Linked DNA regions of Anser cygnoides: all the other regions are linked to region 2. Evidence: chromatin contacts called from public Hi-C data. All regions are on one chromosome and are shown on one strand. Each heading gives the region's core, a stretch centred on a gene start, on an enhancer-like site or on the middle of the called end of the contact. The rest is flanking DNA. Distances are from core to core; before and after follow the strand shown. Region 1 overlaps CPQ (carboxypeptidase Q). Region 2 has its middle 9.9 kb from the start of CPQ. Region 3 overlaps CPQ (carboxypeptidase Q).

Evidence for each region. Hi-C and Micro-C count contacts between places; a contact is called where the count stands out from the background.
Region 1: a contact with region 2 is called in a Hi-C map of liver, with 4 times the contacts expected there. The contact joins two enhancer-like sites. A contact is called at or near these places in 2 of 7 Hi-C or Micro-C datasets (both in liver).
Region 3: a Hi-C map of liver shows a contact between it and region 2, with 11 times the contacts expected there. The contact joins two enhancer-like sites. A contact is called at or near these places in 2 of 7 Hi-C or Micro-C datasets (both in liver).

Annotation. Positions count from the first base shown.
Region 1 is chr2:140,036,503-140,039,202 of Taihu_goose_T2T_genome, reverse strand. The region is part of intron 6 of CPQ (carboxypeptidase Q); the gene reads right to left. Among named protein-coding and RNA genes, the nearest start is that of CPQ, 120 kb to the right of the region's middle. Within about 2 kb of position 1,257, at least 1 of the 3 cell types and tissues checked has open chromatin away from gene starts, as enhancers often do. A contact at or near this core is called in liver, where this site is marked.
Region 2 is chr2:139,907,700-139,910,572 of Taihu_goose_T2T_genome, reverse strand. No RefSeq gene overlaps it. Among named protein-coding and RNA genes, the nearest start is that of CPQ, 9.9 kb to the left of the region's middle. Within about 2 kb of position 1,557, at least 2 of the 3 cell types and tissues checked have open chromatin away from gene starts, as enhancers often do. A contact at or near this core is called in liver, where this site is marked.
Region 3 is chr2:140,095,562-140,098,264 of Taihu_goose_T2T_genome, reverse strand. The region is part of intron 7 of CPQ (carboxypeptidase Q); the gene reads right to left. Among named protein-coding and RNA genes, the nearest start is that of MTDH, 110 kb to the left of the region's middle. Within about 2 kb of position 1,309, at least 2 of the 3 cell types and tissues checked have open chromatin away from gene starts, as enhancers often do. A contact at or near this core is called in liver, where this site is marked.

The DNA.
Region 1 (2,700 bases), core at 8-2,507, 130 kb before region 2:
AAGGGAGGGAACAGCTATCTAAAAGCCTTTGGTAATTTGGGGCTATTTAAAACAGAGTGTTATAACTTGTCCCCATTGCTGGTTTTATTTTTAATTCCACTGAGAAAAATCATCACTTTACAGAAAAAATCCTGAAGTCTTCAATGGCAGAGCACTGTCCTTGACTAATGGTTAATTTGTTCCAGTAATAAGAGACATCAGTTAATCTGACAGTGCATTTTCAGCTTTCTGTTATTGATTTACACCTTAGGAAACACCAACACATGTATTCCAGTATTTGACTCACAGCAGTTTGAAGCCAAATATAGCAAGGCAACGACCATGATGTAAAACTTATGGTGCAACGACAGCCGTCCCGCTTGCATTACTTAGAAGTGTGTTTAAATCGACACCCAAGTTTGTTAGGCTGACAACTTGGACAATGAGAAAGTCAAGAGAAAACACTGTAAACACCTAAGTGGATGTGACAGCTGGAAAAGAAGAAAAAAAAAAAAACAACAGATAATATTCGTAAGGATTTAATAACATAAACATGGTGTAGTGCATTTTTGAGTTGCTGTTTAGGATCAAGATTGTTTAATGAAGCCAACAGCATAAATAAAAATACAGGAAAAAGCAGACCAGCTGTTAGGGAGCAGAGATGCGCCAGCATCCACACGTAATAAACACAGCTATGAGCACAATCATACAGCTCAGACCCTTTTTGAATGAGGACAGGGAAAATCGGGAACACTGAGAGTTAGAAATCTTTGTAAATCACCATGTCTTTCTATGGGAGAAAGCTGCTGTAAGGATGAAGATTAGCACCACTTTTGATAGATGATAAGGTACGAACATGACCCATGCTTTTCCTGCCCCACTTTGTGGGAAAGCTGTCCAGAAAAACAGTCCGAGGATTTTATGGGTTGTTCTCTAGTTTTAGAGTTACAGGGCAGTGACCTCTGAGAAGCCAACAACAAAAGCCCCAGTAACTTCAACAGGCTTGGAGCAGCATTTGGTCATGTACTTATTAGCATTTCACTCACTACAAACATGCTACTAGCACGTCTTGCCCTGTACAATACCGCTGCTGTTTCCTCTGCAACCACTTGCCAGCAGTCACAGAGATCACCATTCAGGACTGTGAGTTCCCAGGGATGATATACAAGAAAAAGTAGGCAGCTCTGAAGACAGCAGCACGCCACGCAAGGTACGCACCAGATTACCTGTAGCCTTGTCTTCAGACTTTTTTTTTCTTTGACAAAGAGGCATGTCAAAGAGAAGCGCTCTTCCTGGAAAACATACCATAACTTAAAGCCTTTTACTGTTCAAATACAGGGGTGTCACACACTCCCTGTGACTCTGAATGACTGATCCCTTTTTGAAAAGTTTCAGGTTTTCATTTAAAACAGGCAACACTGCCAGTATCTTGTAATTAAGGGTTGTGGTTTAAATCAAAGATGATTTTTCCTGATGTATGCATTTTCAGCAAGCAAATGACTACTTGTGTAACTTTCAAGAACAGATTGATTAAAATACATCAGCAACACCTTAGAAGTTAGCACAGCATGCAGATCTTTAATGTTTCTTGTTTTTACACAGAATGCTTTTAGGTTCTGATCTAGATAAGAGGTGAAATGTTAAAAAGAAGAGAGGTCACTGAGGAGAAAGTTCATCATGGTGAGCCAACAGGAGGTGACGGTTTTCTGTGTCCTGCACAGCTGCGGGGAGTTTGGATAGAAGGATCCCAGCTTTCCTACAGCACAACGTCCCAAAGTACTGACGACCTGTGGTTGGTCTGGAATATGAAGACAGAGGAACAGCTATCCTCAAAAGAGGTCTCTCTTTAAGAACTCCAGTCAGCCTTGAACAATGACAGAACTGGCAGAAGGGGTTCCTCCAAGGACTGAATGTTCACTTGGAGGAGGAGAAAGGACACCTACATTGCCAGTTTGGCCTTGGAGGCCATTCCCATACATACTGGGGCTAGCTTCACAGATGAAGCTTACAGATAATAAAGACTTAGTAGGCATGTATGTGTGTGTGTATGTATGTGTATATATGATTCTCTCTCTCTACACTGTTTAAAATTAGTTGTTATATACATTTAATTACTGAATTATTGCTCTCATAAGGCCTAAACAATCCTTTGATGAGCAACATCATTTTTAAGGCAAAGCAAGTGACAGTTGTGGAGGCACTGTACTAAGTAAATATTAAAACAAGTCTACGGACTTCATCTGTTGGCTTGCTGTTCATTTTGTGTACCTGATGTAATACAAGGAGCCTAATGTTTCCTTCTGGACAGTACAGGCAGACACCCCACCAATTCTGAAGTTTCAGACGGCAGCTCTGCTACTTCTATGAGGGAAAGAAAAGGGAGAAAACATACAAAGACAGAAGTTTGCTGAACACTGGACATGTACAAAATTTGCTCAGGTGGAACCAAGATCAGGCAGCCAAGAGACACGCTGCCATGACTGATTCTGTGTCCTCCCTGCTTCAGGCAAGGTAAGGAATCAACAATTCTTTGTGTTTTAGCAAAATCTGATTTTCTCTGCAGTTTTCAGTAGCAGCATGACACTTCTATATTAAGAATTATGAAATCCTGCTGACCTAGAACTGGTATAAAATATAATTGTATAATTATATTAGCTTTCCTGTGGTGAATACAATCAAGGATGCTACTGGCTGTTAACTGAAGTTCTGAAGAATACAGTG
Region 2 (2,873 bases), core at 308-2,807:
GCTCTGTTCATTCCTATGGATCTCCAGTCTTCAGGTAGTAGTTGGGCCAGTAATACATGAGTCCTCCTTCATTCCTGTGTTTACAAAAAAAAAGGCATATGGATATCTAACACCAATTACCATATATTTGCATTAAATATACATTAAATAATACTGCTATAAATAACTTTCCTTATGAAGGAATTCAATTATGAGCAATTTTTCTCAGGAGCTCTCTCCACTAAAGCTATGGACCTTTGTTCATCTCAATATTTTCATGATTATAAAGTCCAGGTTCAACTTATTCAACATATAACTGTCCTCAATGTCTTTAAATCCATTGATTCTTCTAAAAATGCAAATAAAATACGTATTTTCTTCTTGGTTATATGGACTTAGAGTAAATGGTGTTCTCTGTCTTGCCACGTACCAAAGCAATATTTTTTTCATGACACCTTAATTGCAACAGTGAGTTCCAAGTTCAAAGGACGTTCATTGCAACCCCAATGTCCTGCATGAAAACACAGTTACTCCCTGGGCTCCGGACTGGGTTGAGCTGTGTTGAACATGGTACAGACTGTCTTCATGAAGGGTGAGCCAAGAAAATATCCATCTACTGGAGGCAGATGGAAGGCTGAACAGGAGTTTGACTTCCGTAGGTAATGATGCTTTGGTCAACTGCTAGACTGGGAGAGAGAGAGTTCCTGGAGTGGCAGATATGAGACAGATGGACAGAACCTGAGTGCCAAAATAGGTTGTTACCACCTAAAAATACCTAAAAGTGAGAGGATTTTGGTTTCGTTGGTTTTGGTGGGTTTTGAATGCAAACAGATAAAACTCCCAGCTCCGTACAACGCTGCATACTTTACCAATACCTTGTTCTAGGTTTATCTACAAGATAAACCAAACTGGCCACTCAAGTCAAGAAGAGCTGGTATATCATTAATCACTTAAATGCAGAAAAACTGTGATTCTGCAAGAGAGTCAATGTGTTACAATTAAAAAATAAATAAATATTTATGTGGCATCCATCTGCAGGGTACAATGGAAAAGTTTGTTCACCTCTTCTGAACCCCCACAGTAAATATTTACAAGATGGCATGGTTCTTACTCAAATTTGTAAACGTCTGTCTGACCTCAGTTTGAAAGGTTTGATACACATGTTGCAAAGATCCTAAGAGCTTGTGTATGGAATATATTGCTTTTTTTAAGACCAGGTATGGTATTTCTTGGAATCCAGAAGAACCAGACCTGAACAAGTCTATGGAGTTTCAGAATCAACATTAAAAGTCATATCAGGAAAGGCTGAAGTAAAATTCCACTGAGCTTTTAGTGGTTGAATGCATTATAAAAAGACTGGCAGAGAAAAATGATGATTTCTACTGCCAGGGCTGTTACAAAAATCAAACTATGAATTGGGAGAAATCACATGGCTGAGCACCGCTAACCAGTTTGAGAGGATAAAAGAAAACTTTAGACTCTCTGACAGCTCTTCTGAAGGAATAAAAATCTCTCTTTTTTTTTTTCTTCATTTTCAGTCCTTTTTTGATAAAATCACTTAGAAGCTAAAATAAAAAAAAAAAAATATCAGGAAAGCTGGTACTCTTCCAACCTATAGAAAATGAAAGATTGAGACATACTGGTTTCAAAGGCTTAAAAGACACTGTGGTTGAATCCCTCAGTCAATAAGGCAAATAACAGCTATAAATTGAGTCAGCTGGTAAATAAATATTTATTTACCATTTTTAGCATAACAGAAAGGCAAAACTAGAATTAAAGAGTGTAAGGTAAGTTTTGTGGTAATATAAATATGTAAATAGTGTGTGCTCCTGCAGAGCAAAAAGGACAAATTTGATTATAAAGTTTATGTTTAGTTACAAGTAAACCAATGAAAACTAATTTTCCTCAGGAAAATAACCGAACATATGCAAAGCAAGGTAAAAGCCGATGCTTTAAAGTAAGGTTTCTTGCTGCTGCTTTAGTTATAGTCAATAACTTAAACCGATTGTGATCCTCAGGGAAGGTTTTCCTCCGAGATGGAGCTCAGATGATAAAGATTTTCTAGAATTGCTCCTCAGGCCTTGCATCGACAGCATGAATATCACAGCCCAGAAGTGAGGCACCAGGTCCGAGCACAGCCCTCCCTTCCAGCTTTTCAGCCTGGACAGAAGTTAAACCGTGCCATCAGCAGCCTGGGCCTCGGCCCCAAGAGCTCTTCCTTCACAAGAAGCTTTTCTTCCCCGGTCAGCATTAACTCAGCCGGCACCGTGGGCTGGTCCCGAAGGACGCGCATGTTGCACTGCTCCTTCTGTGACAAGAGGCTCCTCGGTTAGTTCTGCGGTATTGGAAATTACAGGGATGAATGAGGAAAACTGAACTTTGGGCTGTTTTACATTCTTTCAGTAGTATTTAGCCCGGCGGTTGTTGACTTCTCCCCGGCTGCTATATTTAGAAAGGGGTGTAGGAGGGAGATGAGCGTTAGTATTATGGGCTATGACACAAAAACATCAAAAGTAAGTCTGTTCCCATTTCTCTTTGGTGTCCTCTGGAGAACTGCAGTGTTTACAGAGAGCTCCAGTTCCACCACAGGAGTTCAGGAAAATGGGCACCAAACTTTGTTTGGACTTTAGGACCACGTATGGCCGTACGAAGGGGGTGTGAGTAACTAGGACACACATTTTTCCTCTGCAGAGCTGAGTTTCCCACCGCTAGATAAGCTTCAAATAGCTGCCATGCCTGGTGGAATTACTGTTTCTTATACGTCAGTGCCGGGTTCATTTTAGGATTAAAAACAGAATAAATAAATAAATAAAAAATCAGAAGCTTCCTCTGCATTCAACAAATCAACAAAAGTTCCATGAGAAAAATTGCATAATGCCCCAGAAGAAAGATAA
Region 3 (2,703 bases), core at 60-2,559, 190 kb before region 2:
AGGGGGTTGCTGATGCCATAATTATCTTGAAATGGCTGCATTGCTTTTTTTATTGGATTAGCATTAAAAGCCCAAATATGAGCTTTCTGTGGGATGCTTCTGTGTAATTAGATGCTAGAAGACATGTAAATGTATATCTGCCGGGGCAGGAGCTAACTCAATCCGTCATTTATAAGCAAGCAACAGGGTCGCTTTGTTGTCCCGGGATTGCACAGTGTCACCAAGCGAGCCCTAAGCTGGGTCTTGGGGCTGCCAGTGAGCACAGGTCCATTTAGGGTCACTTATGACAGGGGCTGAACACAGGATAAATACCCATCTGACAAAAGCCATGTTTGAAAATATGTTTATTGTGTCAGATTTCATGAGCAGTAGCTATTTCTCCATTCAAGCTGAATGATAGCATTCAGCTTGCACACTTACTCATCCTGACAGCTAACAAGATAAACATGTCAGCGTGTGATTTGCCAAATATTTTCCCGTGGAATTCAGGCAGGAGTTGCCAAAGGAGCTGGCTTTTGGCAGGGGATCGCTGCACTCCAGCATACACACACGCAGCATGCATGGCAAGCAAAACACGCACCACCAAATCCACTAGGGATGTTTTCCTGGTGCACTTCGACTCTGCCCACCATGGCACTCTCCTGACCCATTATAAAGCTCCAGAAATCCTGATTTTGCTGCACAGAAAAATTGCACGGGGAAGATCTGCTGTTCCTGCAGGTTTAGCAGGTGCCAGGAGCTGGACAATGTTCATTATACCTTGGCAGCAGAGGCTTCAAAGGGCAGCGCTGGCAAGTCCCGAATTGGCTTTGCCTTTCATTGCAGGGCAGTTCTTCCCGGAGACTGAGCTGGCGACCTTTATCAGAGCGAGTTTTATTTACAGATTGGGAAATGGCAGAATGTCCTTTAAGATGAAAGAAATCAAAACACAAGAGAAAAGAAAGATTTTGCAGGAGCAAAAGCTCTGACAGGAGATCTGTTTGGAGAAGTCTGTATAAACAGACCTGTTGGGCTGATATCTCATATTTTAGCCACAGCTCGTTGGAGCCTTTAGGTTGATAATGAAGGGACTTTTAGGCTTTGGACTCCCCAGTGCATCTGTCTTTTAATAATAATGCAGCTATTTCCTCACACACTTTCAGCTGACTACAGTGCACTTGTCCCATCCGCTTGGTTTTGTGTTCCCTCTCTGCTCTGTTACCAGCACGTAACACTCACTGCCTCAGTATTTTTTACCTTGAAGATGCTCAGAAGTGTTTTGCAGCCTCCTGGCCTCTTCCAGGTGTCTATTCCCACCTATGAATGAAGACTGATTCCTCCATTGCTAATAAGAGCCTTTGCGTGAAGAACAGAAACATCTCACAGCACAAGGCATGCCAGGGAGCCAACCAGGACCTTGACAGCCCGGCTCATTGCCCCAAATCCCCTTTGCAGCCCAAGCTGTGCCCTAGGTCTCCAACCTGGAAGCTGGGCACTGCAATGCTGCAGTTCCCAGTGAAACCCAGGGGAAGGGCCCACTGCTCTCCCCAGCCAGCGTTGGGGATGCTCAGGAGAGCAGGCTCCCCTCCTCCGCATCCCTCAGGATGTCAGCATGAGGCTAGTGGCAAAAGCTGAGAGGGCTCCAGAAAAGCCCAGGAAAAGGTGTGATATAAGGAGACCTCTTTCTGTACCTGGCTGTGCTAGAGCAAGAGGTTCTCCTCTCCTGAGCCGCCTCCTATAGACAGCACTGGGCTGGTGGGAAAGCCCCTGACTTTCCCTTTCATGCCATACCCTCACAGCAACTCGCTATGTTTTAAGCCGAATCTACTGCACCAAAACTTTTACTTAAAGATATTTAAGTAGCAGCACACAACTCTGTGTTATACCAAGGGTAACAAGGGTAAATTATGATTCACTTAAAGCTCAACTCTTCTCAAGATGCAAATCTCCTATAAGTGCTGCTGCTGGTCAACAACGGATCCACCTTTCAGGCAACCCACAGACATGGAGCCATCCATATTAGTCACGTAACAGTGAAGGTTCCTGCCATCCTATAAACACGAAATAAAGACAGTTTGCATTTCTACAAATTCTACATGACTTGAGCCTGATAACTCAACTGGGAGGTGTCCCCCATTAAGGCAGACAGGAATTCAGGTCAACCAGTTGCCCGTGGCCACGCAGGAGAGAATGGAGCAGAGGTGAACAGGGGATTCCTGGCCACCAGGCTGAGCTCTCCACCTATGTCTCCCTCCACCTCCAATGGACCATCCATACTGAGAAAATATCAGATATCTGGGTGCTAAAGTGCTGGGTGAAATAAGAATGTGGGCAGTCCATAAGGATCTCCTATTTCCCAGTGCTAGTTAGTTTGGTTTTGCTTAGCTTGCTTCTGAAATACTTCATCAGCACTTTAGTGGAAGGCACTTTTCAAAAGAACTCACCCCCCGCTGCACTTGTGACAGTCCTAAAAAGAAACACTGCTCTGATTCCTTGCTTGTACGGCTTCCCTCCAACCCATGCTGTGTCCCACCCATCAGCTCAAGTTCTTGCCACCCTACCCCAAAGCCACGTCCCCACCCTGACCCGTCTTTGCTGTGGCTGCACAGTAAGAATGCCCCTGCAGTGTCCCAGAGGCCAAACCCAACACATTGTCTTCACCGTGCTCTTGAGGGTATCGTGACAGAATCTGCCCTTTTGGCTTTCCCTTTGCAGACTGCCTGC